Linked DNA regions of Sus scrofa: regions 1 and 2 are each linked to region 3. Evidence: chromatin contacts called from public Hi-C and HiChIP or PLAC-seq data. All regions are on one chromosome and are shown on one strand. Each heading gives the region's core, a stretch centred on a gene start, on an enhancer-like site or on the middle of the called end of the contact. The rest is flanking DNA. Distances are from core to core; before and after follow the strand shown. Region 1 holds the start of DLG1 (disks large homolog 1). Region 2 has its middle 46 kb from the start of DLG1. Region 3 overlaps LOC106505771 (a long non-coding RNA gene).

The links. A called contact is a pair of places that touch in the nucleus more often than the background predicts. HiChIP or PLAC-seq counts read pairs in DNA pulled down with a chosen protein or histone mark.
Region 1: an H3K27ac HiChIP or PLAC-seq map of skeletal muscle shows a contact between it and region 3. The contact joins the promoter of DLG1 here to the enhancer-like site in region 3. A contact is called at or near these places in 1 of 5 promoter capture datasets (fetal skeletal muscle), 5 of 47 Hi-C or Micro-C datasets (embryonic fibroblasts, heart right ventricle, liver and 1 more) and 1 of 2 datasets of contacts at active chromatin or transcription factors (skeletal muscle).
Region 2: a Hi-C map of skeletal muscle shows a contact between it and region 3, with 4 times the contacts expected there. The contact joins two enhancer-like sites. A contact is called at or near these places in 2 of 47 Hi-C or Micro-C datasets (heart right ventricle and skeletal muscle) and 1 of 2 datasets of contacts at active chromatin or transcription factors (skeletal muscle).

The regions. Positions count from the first base shown.
Region 1 is chr13:132,818,676-132,821,375 of Sscrofa11.1, reverse strand. DLG1 (disks large homolog 1) reads right to left here and starts at 1,445. Exons shown (of 27, transcript XM_021070096.1): 1 at 1,425-1,445.
Region 2 is chr13:132,772,089-132,774,788 of Sscrofa11.1, reverse strand. No RefSeq gene overlaps it. Among named protein-coding and RNA genes, the nearest start is that of DLG1, 46 kb to the left of the region's middle. Within about 2 kb of position 1,273, at least 8 of the 83 cell types and tissues checked have an H3K27ac peak or open chromatin away from gene starts, as enhancers often do. A contact at or near this core is called in skeletal muscle, where this site is marked.
Region 3 is chr13:132,692,915-132,695,614 of Sscrofa11.1, reverse strand. All of the region lies in intron 3 of LOC106505771 (a long non-coding RNA gene), which reads right to left. Among named protein-coding and RNA genes, the nearest start is that of BDH1, 92 kb to the right of the region's middle. Within about 2 kb of position 1,329, at least 50 of the 83 cell types and tissues checked have an H3K27ac peak or open chromatin away from gene starts, as enhancers often do. A contact at or near this core is called in embryonic fibroblasts, fetal skeletal muscle, liver and 1 more, where this site is marked.

The sequences.
Region 1 (2,700 bases), core at 196-2,695, 130 kb before region 3:
AAAGCGCTCAGAGAAGGGGCCAGCTGGACTGATCACCCCGCCCTGCCCGGACCCCTCCTCTCGCTTGCCTGTCTCCAGCTCGCTTCCTCCGAGCTACTCCAGCAGGGTCCAGACAGGGAAGCGGCCGCTCTCCGCGACGCCCTCGCGACCCACATGCACACCTCCGCGGGCCCCCACACCTGCGGCGCCGCCACAAAGTTCCTGCCAGTGCCGTGCGCTCCGAGCAGCGGTGCGCTCCGGCCGGTCTCGGGGCGGCTCCCCCGCCCTGCCCCGCTCCACGTCCCCCCGCCCCGCCCGGGGCTCGCGGAGCTAAGCAGAGAGGGGTGAGGGAACGGGGGAGGAGCTCCCCTCGGTTGCCGCACCCCCACGGCCTCTTCCTCCTCCGCCGCCGCCGCCGCTGGTGCCTACTCACTCGCCGCGGCCCGCTAGCCCGCTCGCCCGCTCGGCTCCTGGCCGCCCCACCCCCGGAACCTCGCCTCCTTCCGCGCCCCCAACCGCTCTCCCCCCAAACTTTCCGCCAAGATGGCGGCCCTGAAGCTGAACTGCCGCGCCCCCACGTGACCGCTCTCCCGGCGCTCTCAGCCAATGGGAAGTGAGGAGGCGGCTCGCGCGGAGCCCGGGGCTCTCCGCTGTGCTACCTTTGGGTTGGAAGGGGGAGGAGGGCCTGGAGCGGGGTGGGGAACGCGAAAGGGGCCCGGGGAGCGTCTAAGCAAACCTCTTCGTTTAAAGGGGGAGGCCATCGAAGTGGCTCTGAGGACAAAGGAGTTGACAAACAGACTCTACAGGTGGTCTGGGGGGCCTGGAAGAGCCCGCCTCTACCCCTCCTTCTCTTCGCCCAAACCCGCCGGTGTGTCCAGCGTTTCTAAGCAAGTGGCGCGCCAGGCCCGGAAGGGTCAGGGTGTGGAAAGACCTAACCTCACCTACACCAGATCCAAGACACACATTCCGAGACATCCTTTAATCTCACTAAGCACGTGCTGTTTTCAATTCCTGGGCAGGAGATAGTACTTGGAGCCCCCGGAGGTGGATCCCCAACCTGGAAAAGCGTGCTCGGGGAGGGGTCGAATCCGCCACCCACCCACCGCAGGAGGGAGGAAAAGGAAGGAGTTTGGGCGGGGGGGCGCGCCGTCTCTGCACTCATACACTTTGTAATAATTTTTTTAAAGTTACTATTAGTCCCTCAGTAAAAGTTGGGGGGGGGACTGAAAGAAGGGCAGGTAAAATAGGGATATTCGTTAATTTGATAGGAATTTGAGGGTTTTATTGGAGCATTTTTAAGTCTATGTGATTAATTCCAAGTATAAAGGCATTTAAGAATGGGAAGAGAAAATTCGTTCTTTTTCACTCACTCATTCATTCCCCCTTGCCTGCAACCTCCGCCTAGTCATCAGCCCCAATCTCTGGCGGCGCCTTTAATAGCTCACCTGTAGCTACCGCAGCCGAGCCGCAACTTGGCAGGCACGGCTAGTTTAAGTTTCGATTACACCTGGGAGCGGGACTATGGGAGGGCCGGGACCACGCTCCCTGCCTGAGCCACTCAAGTTGTCGAAAGAGAATCCGGAAAACCTCTCTAAGTCACTCCCAGATCTTCGAGCCTCTTCCGCGTAACAGGGACCTACCTCCCTGCTCTGAGGTGCAGAGAGAAGAATCTGCTTAAGTTTGCCCAGAATTAGTGACAAAACTGGAAATACAGAGATCATGTCTTTCAAATCGAAAGTCTCTTTCCAGCAAACCTGATAGCCTTTCACTGAGACAGTACCCTTGGGCCAATAAAGGGAAGTCCGGGGAGACTTGTAGTGTAACAGTTGTTTAGAGGTTTGCTGACCACAGAGTTTCACTTTTGGAATGCACCTTGGAATCCTAACTTGACCCACTCTCTCAGTTTAAGATAAGGAAACAGAGGTCCAGGGTAGGGAAGCAATTTGCCCAAGAATATAGGCTAATCAGCGGCAGCAGCCCAGAATTAGCTCACCTAGCTCCAGTCCAGGGCTCCTTCCACTGCGATTTTTGACAACTTGATAGTAGTATGCTGGTACTGGCAGCAAATCTATGGTCTCCTGCATCATGGAAGTTTGAGCAACAGGTAAAGCAACACTACAAAGAAGAAATGGGATGGAAAAGCAAAAGGAAGCTCTTAAAAGTAAGGAGCTTAAATAGAGGGATTTTTGAAAATAGTAAAATGGTGGGGAGAGTTAATAGTGAAAATGGCTGATGGCTATCAAGACTTCATTGAGGAACTGCGAATGAAAGGGTTCCATTTAAGGAACTATTCTAAGAATGGAATATCTTCAGAATTTAGGAGAAGGAGGAAGGGATTTCACCCACTGTTCATCCATTGTTCAGGAAATGGAGATAAAAACAGAGATCCAAGCCCTGCTCTCAGGACCCACAGCCTAATAACAAATGGATAAAGGCCAGTGCAGGTTTTTCCAGGGGCCGCTGAAAAGTCAAAAACAAAATTTGTACAAGTTCTCAATGTCTTCCTAGTCCTCCCCTAAAAACAAAGAGGAGGGGGAGAAGGAAAAGGAGACGAGGGCACAAAGCCCTTCCTTCTTGTCATCTCCTAGCCCTATGTGGTCAGCTGTGTCCAGAATGGACATGAATGCAGCTAGCCCTTGTTCCACCACTGGGGGTGAAGACAAGTTCAGGCTCAGAATGAGGGGCCTTTAATCTTTATTCCTCCTTTCTATCCATCCGTAC
Region 2 (2,700 bases), core at 24-2,523, 79 kb before region 3:
TGACCATCACTCACCTTAAAAATTTTTTCTTTAGAAACTTCATTTTTTAAAAATTAATTGTTTTATGGCCACACCCATGGCATATGGAAGTTCCTGGGCCAGGGATTGAGTCCAAGCCACAGCCATGACTTACATTGGATCCTTTAATCCACTGTGCCAGGCTGGGGACTGAACCCATGCCTCCACGGCAACCTGAGCCACTGCAGCTGGATCCTTAACCCACTGTGCCACAGCGAGAAACTCCTAAAACTTTCATTGGTGGTAAAATACGTATAACACAAAATGTACCATCATAAGCCTCTTAAGTATACAGTGAGTGGTGTTAAGTCCATTCACACAGCTCCACAACCAATCTCAAGAACTCTTTTCATTTTGCAAAACTGAAACTCCATGCCCAGCAAACAGCAATCTCCACCCCCGCTCCTGCCCCCAGCCCCTGGCAACCACCACTTTCCTTTCTGTCTCTGTGAATCTGACCACTAAAGATGCCTCTTGTAAGTGGAATTATACAGGACAGGTTTTTCTGTGACTGGCTTACTTCACTTAGCATAAATGTCCTCAAAGTTTATTCATGTTGTACCATGTGTCAGGATTGCCTTCCTTTTTACAATTGAATAATAGTCCATTGTTGGCATATACCACATTTTGTTTGTTCATTCCTCTGCCAGCTACAGTAGACTTGTTTCCACCTGTTGGCTACTGCGAATCAAGGCAGCGCCTCATGGCATCCCCCAGCTTTAACAATGATCCCCTCTGAGGCAATCCTGTTGCATCTATAAGCCCACCACGTCCCCCTTCCATATTCTTGTGAAGCAAATCTGAAGGGGGTATTTTACAAACTATATTTTCTATTGGGCTGAAGATCATTCCCAGGGAGAATCAGAGTTTGGAAACCAACAGTATGTCACCGCAAATAGCTTAAAGATGAAGTGCAGTTGAGGTGGGAGAGCTGCTACGGGAATGGTAGATGAGGAACAAAGAGTCAGAGCGTGGCTGAGGCTGATTGCATGAACGTGAGCTTTTGCTTGCCCCTACAATCACCGCATTCCCTCTCTGGCTTCTAGTCCCAGGTCCCAGGAGCAGGAAGGTCTCCAAAGCCCACAGACCACGGCAACCATCCTGGCTTTGGGGGCCTCTGAAAAAGGCTCTGCAAATCTCCGTCCCCTTGCCTTCAGCCGGGGCATTTTGCTTTGGCAACAGCAGGGCTGGAGTCAGGCTATGCCTTGAACTCACTGACACGGCCTTGGGAGCCAAGATCTATTCCTGGAGAAGAGATTAGTGGAAATTCCTCAGGAAGAAATTGGCTGCCTGTGAATGCCAAGAGGCGTCACTAGATAAACTACCCAGAAATGAGGGTTTTAATGTTCATGTCACCTTAAAATTTTGCTGAGCACCTGAGGATGGCGCAAATTAATTAACTTGGCCTCTGTTGCGCCAGCCTCCAGAGCACACAGAGGCTCTCTGCTGGGACTCACCTCGGAGGGGTGGTGTCCCTTGCCTTTGTTACTCCAAGAAATGGAAACGTGTGCTAAGGGAGTATGGCAGTAGCCATTCTGGAAGGGCCTGCATTTATCTTGCCTTGGAGAAAAAAAAAAAAAAAACAATCATTCTCACCCTCTTAGAGATCTCTGGTTTTTTTCTTCCTAACCCCGTCAACATGATGACTGTTCCTCTAACATTCCCCGTGGACAGCTTCCACCTGGGCTCCTTTACATCCAAAGGAAATCATTGCAACAGAAAAATCTTTGGTCTCTCCCCAGCCAGGCCAGTATCCTGGTTTTCTCCTCTTTTTTTCCACTCCAGTGGCCTGAGATTTCTCTCCATCCTCAAGAGAAGCATCAGTAAGTGTGTGTGGGAGGATTAGTGCAGGGTTTGATTTGAACATTGTCCTACAGGAGCTGAAGCATCTGGGGCCTGTTTGTACCTCAAACAGTCAGTAGGTACGTGTCTTGAGCCGGTGACATGCTGCTGCTCCTGGCTGAGGTAGTGGCAGCATCCTGCCCGCACTGGGCATGCGCCCGCCACTTCCACTCCATCAAGCTTGACCCCATCTTTCCACCATCTCTCTAATAAACATGCACCTACCACTTCTCCTCTGCCACCCTCTGTTTTCCAGTAAAATCAGGGGATTGAACTGGATAGTTCCAAGGGCCCCTTCTAGCTCTGGGTCTGTGGGAAAAGGTAGAAGTTCTGGAAATTAGAAGCACTTCTGAGGCTCCAGGCCCTAATTCAGAGACCCTAGGGGCCATGTGAGCCAAAGGAGGAGTGGGAGGGAAGTAGGAGCTCCAGGTGAGGCTTTCCAAGGTGGAAGCTGGGATGTGCTTTGGCAGGTATGAAAAAGAGACTGGAGGAGTTCCCAACGTGGCTCAGTGGAAACAAATCTGACCAGCATCCATGAAGACACTGGTTTGATCCTTGGCCTCACTCAGTGGGTTAAGGATCCTGGGTTGCTATGGCTGTGGTGTAGGCCAGCAGCTATAGCTCTGATTTGACCCTAGCCTTGGAAACTCCATATGCTGCAGGTTTGGGCCTAAAGAGACAAAAGACAGAAAAAAGAAAAAGAAAAGAAGAAAAAGACTGGAGAGCGTGGGACAGCGAGTGAGCTGATCTAGCCTGCAGAGGGCTGGACTGGGCCACATGGGTTAGAAAGACTTGTTCCTGACATTGTATGACAGGGTCTTGGAACATCGCTGAGTTTAG
Region 3 (2,700 bases), core at 80-2,579:
TGTCTGTAATCAGTCAGGAGGGGCACACGAGACTGTGGATGCCCCAGTGCAGTGCCCATTGGCTCAGGCTGCTTCCAGACCCGGCACTGAGCTTAAAGAGATGCAGCGAAACAGGTGTGAACAGCCGGCAGGACAGAAGCTACAGGAAAGCTATCAATGTCAAAGCATGACAGACAACTCTGAACATCCTGTGGAGAGAAGAATCAGGCAAGGAGCAGCAACTTCCAGTAGGAAAGTAATGACTTCTGACAAGAAACAGGGATCTCTGTCAGGAAAGCAGGATTTCTGACAGGAGAGCAGGGATTTTTGACAGGCGAGCAATGGTTTATAACAGGAAAACAGGGATTTCCGACAGAAAATGTTGACTTCTGACAGGGTATTAGTGGATTTCTGACAAGAGAACAAGGCTTTCTAAAGAGTGGTGGTGATTCTTCTCAGAACAGTGGTTTTTAAAAGGAGAGGGTGATTCTTGACACAACAGTGATTTCTAACAGGAAAACAGTGATTGCTGCTAGAAGCTCATGGATTTCTGATAGGACATTAGTGCCTATTACACAGGAGAGCAGTGATTTCTGACAGGTCTTTGACAGGAATGAGGGGGTTTTCTTAGGAAGGACAAAAAAGCAGCAGCACAGAACAAACTGGAAAACAACAGGGAGGCATCAAATGCCCTGTGGAAATAGCTGTTGGTCCTGGGTGTGGAGGGAGGTTCATCAGTAACAAGAACAGGCTGGAGCCCAGGAGGCTCAAAATGGGCAGGATCTTGGATCCAACATCTCATTCGGCAGAAGAGGACTGAGGGGCCTGGAGGGAGAGTAGCTAGGAGATTTACAACACAGATGTGAGCAAATTTCTAGGAAATGCATTCCCACCAAGAGACCTGGAGGAAGTCGGAGAAAAGGGAAATCTTCAGTCCCCCAAACCCGGAAATACTAAAGCCTTGGTTTTGACTCAGGAAATTCAAACGAAAGCTTTCACCCTCTTAATGACTTACAGATTCTTGGCAAGGGGGGTAGGACAGGAGAGGTGTGGTCTCTCTAAAGCCGTAGCCCTATAGTTATTCAGGAACCAGTTCCTAGCTTGGTGAGAAATCCGCCTAGAGATAGAGAGGAAAATGAATTAAAGGAGGTGACGGTATCAACGAGAAGCCTCTGATAGAAAAATACTAATCGGAAAGGAAAGAGATTCGCCTCCCGCCGCGTCACGCATGCGCCTATGAGCTCCGGGGCGTGGGGCGGGGGCAGCAATCTGGCCTGGGTCCTGGCCTGCGCCCTTTCCCTGCAGGTGGTGAGGCATCCTATGAGCAAAAGCCCAGCAGTGCACAGTGAAGCAGGCTGTGTCTCAGAGGGAAGGAATGCTTTTTCTTGCAGACTGAGCTCTCATTGACCCCAGCTCCAGGCACCACGTCCACCACGTGACTGGATTCCTGCGGGCACCGAGCGCTAGGAGAATTCTAATTGTGCAGATCCTCAGAACAGCTGCAGCATCCCCGGAGCCAGGAGCTCCAGACTTGCTTGTACTTCCGACCGGATGCGGGGCTCCGCACAGCTCTTCGCTCAGCCCTGCAGGCCTGGAGCAGAGATGGACACACACGGCCTCCTGCGGAAAACTGGCCCCCCACCCACTCACCCACCCTGGGCTCTCTCTGGGGGTCACTTTTCTCCTACAGACCGAGGGAGCATGGTTTTGTATTTCAGCTGCTGCCACCTCTCCTCCCTCTTGGGGTTCCTTTCAGCCCATGCTTGACTCAGAAGAGGAGGCAGAATCCTCTAGCTTTTCCCCCTTAAGATGCCCCTAGCTGATCCTCCTGCCACTTTAATTGCTGCAACCACCAACTGGGAAATAGGATGGTCACTATAAAATTACAGATGAGAAGCAGACTTGAAAAAAATTTTTTTTTAATCTCAAAAACTTGCATTTCCAAAGAGAGCATGATTTTCCTGAGGAGATGCTAGGTGGCTAGTCCTGCCTCACTTTGAGAACCGCCATAATAGACCTTCCCAGGCAAAGCTCTTTCCTGCGTGCCTGCCTGAGGAGGCAAGTGAAATCTGACATGTCCTCAGTAGTGATTTTTATTCCTTCGTTGCCTGGGTCACTGCTCACCCACAATTTCCCAGGGAGAGCAGCAGTGTAAACCAGCAGGCTGCTCAGAGCATCCAGATCAGTCCATTTCTCTGAAGACTCGAAAAGCCTTTCTAGGAGTTCCCGTCGTGGCTCAGTGGTTAATGAATCTGACTAGGAACCATGAGGTTGCGAGTCTGATCCCTGGCCTTGCTCAGTGGGTTAAGGATCCGGTGTTGCCATGAGCTGTGGTGTAGGTCACAGATGTGGCTCGGATCCTGTGTTGCTGTGGCATAGGCCGGCGGCTACAGTTCTAATTCAACCCCTAGCCTGGGAACCTCCATAGGCCGCAGGAAAATAAAAGAAAAAAGACAAAAAGCCTTCCTAGCTGGGTGCTGTTGGGCAAGTTGCTTAACCCTGCTAAGCTTTAGTTACCTCATCTGTAAAATGGGAATAAAACGCCTACTTCACACGATGATTGAAGTGATTAAATGAGATTACATGTGTGTGATATCTGACACTCAGTAGGCTAAATAAATGTGGTCCCCTTACTTCTCACTGGGGTAAGCAGTACCCTTGAGAGCAGGGCCATGGCAGGAAAGACTGTGCTGTTTGTGCGCACCCGACTGAGCAGCGAAG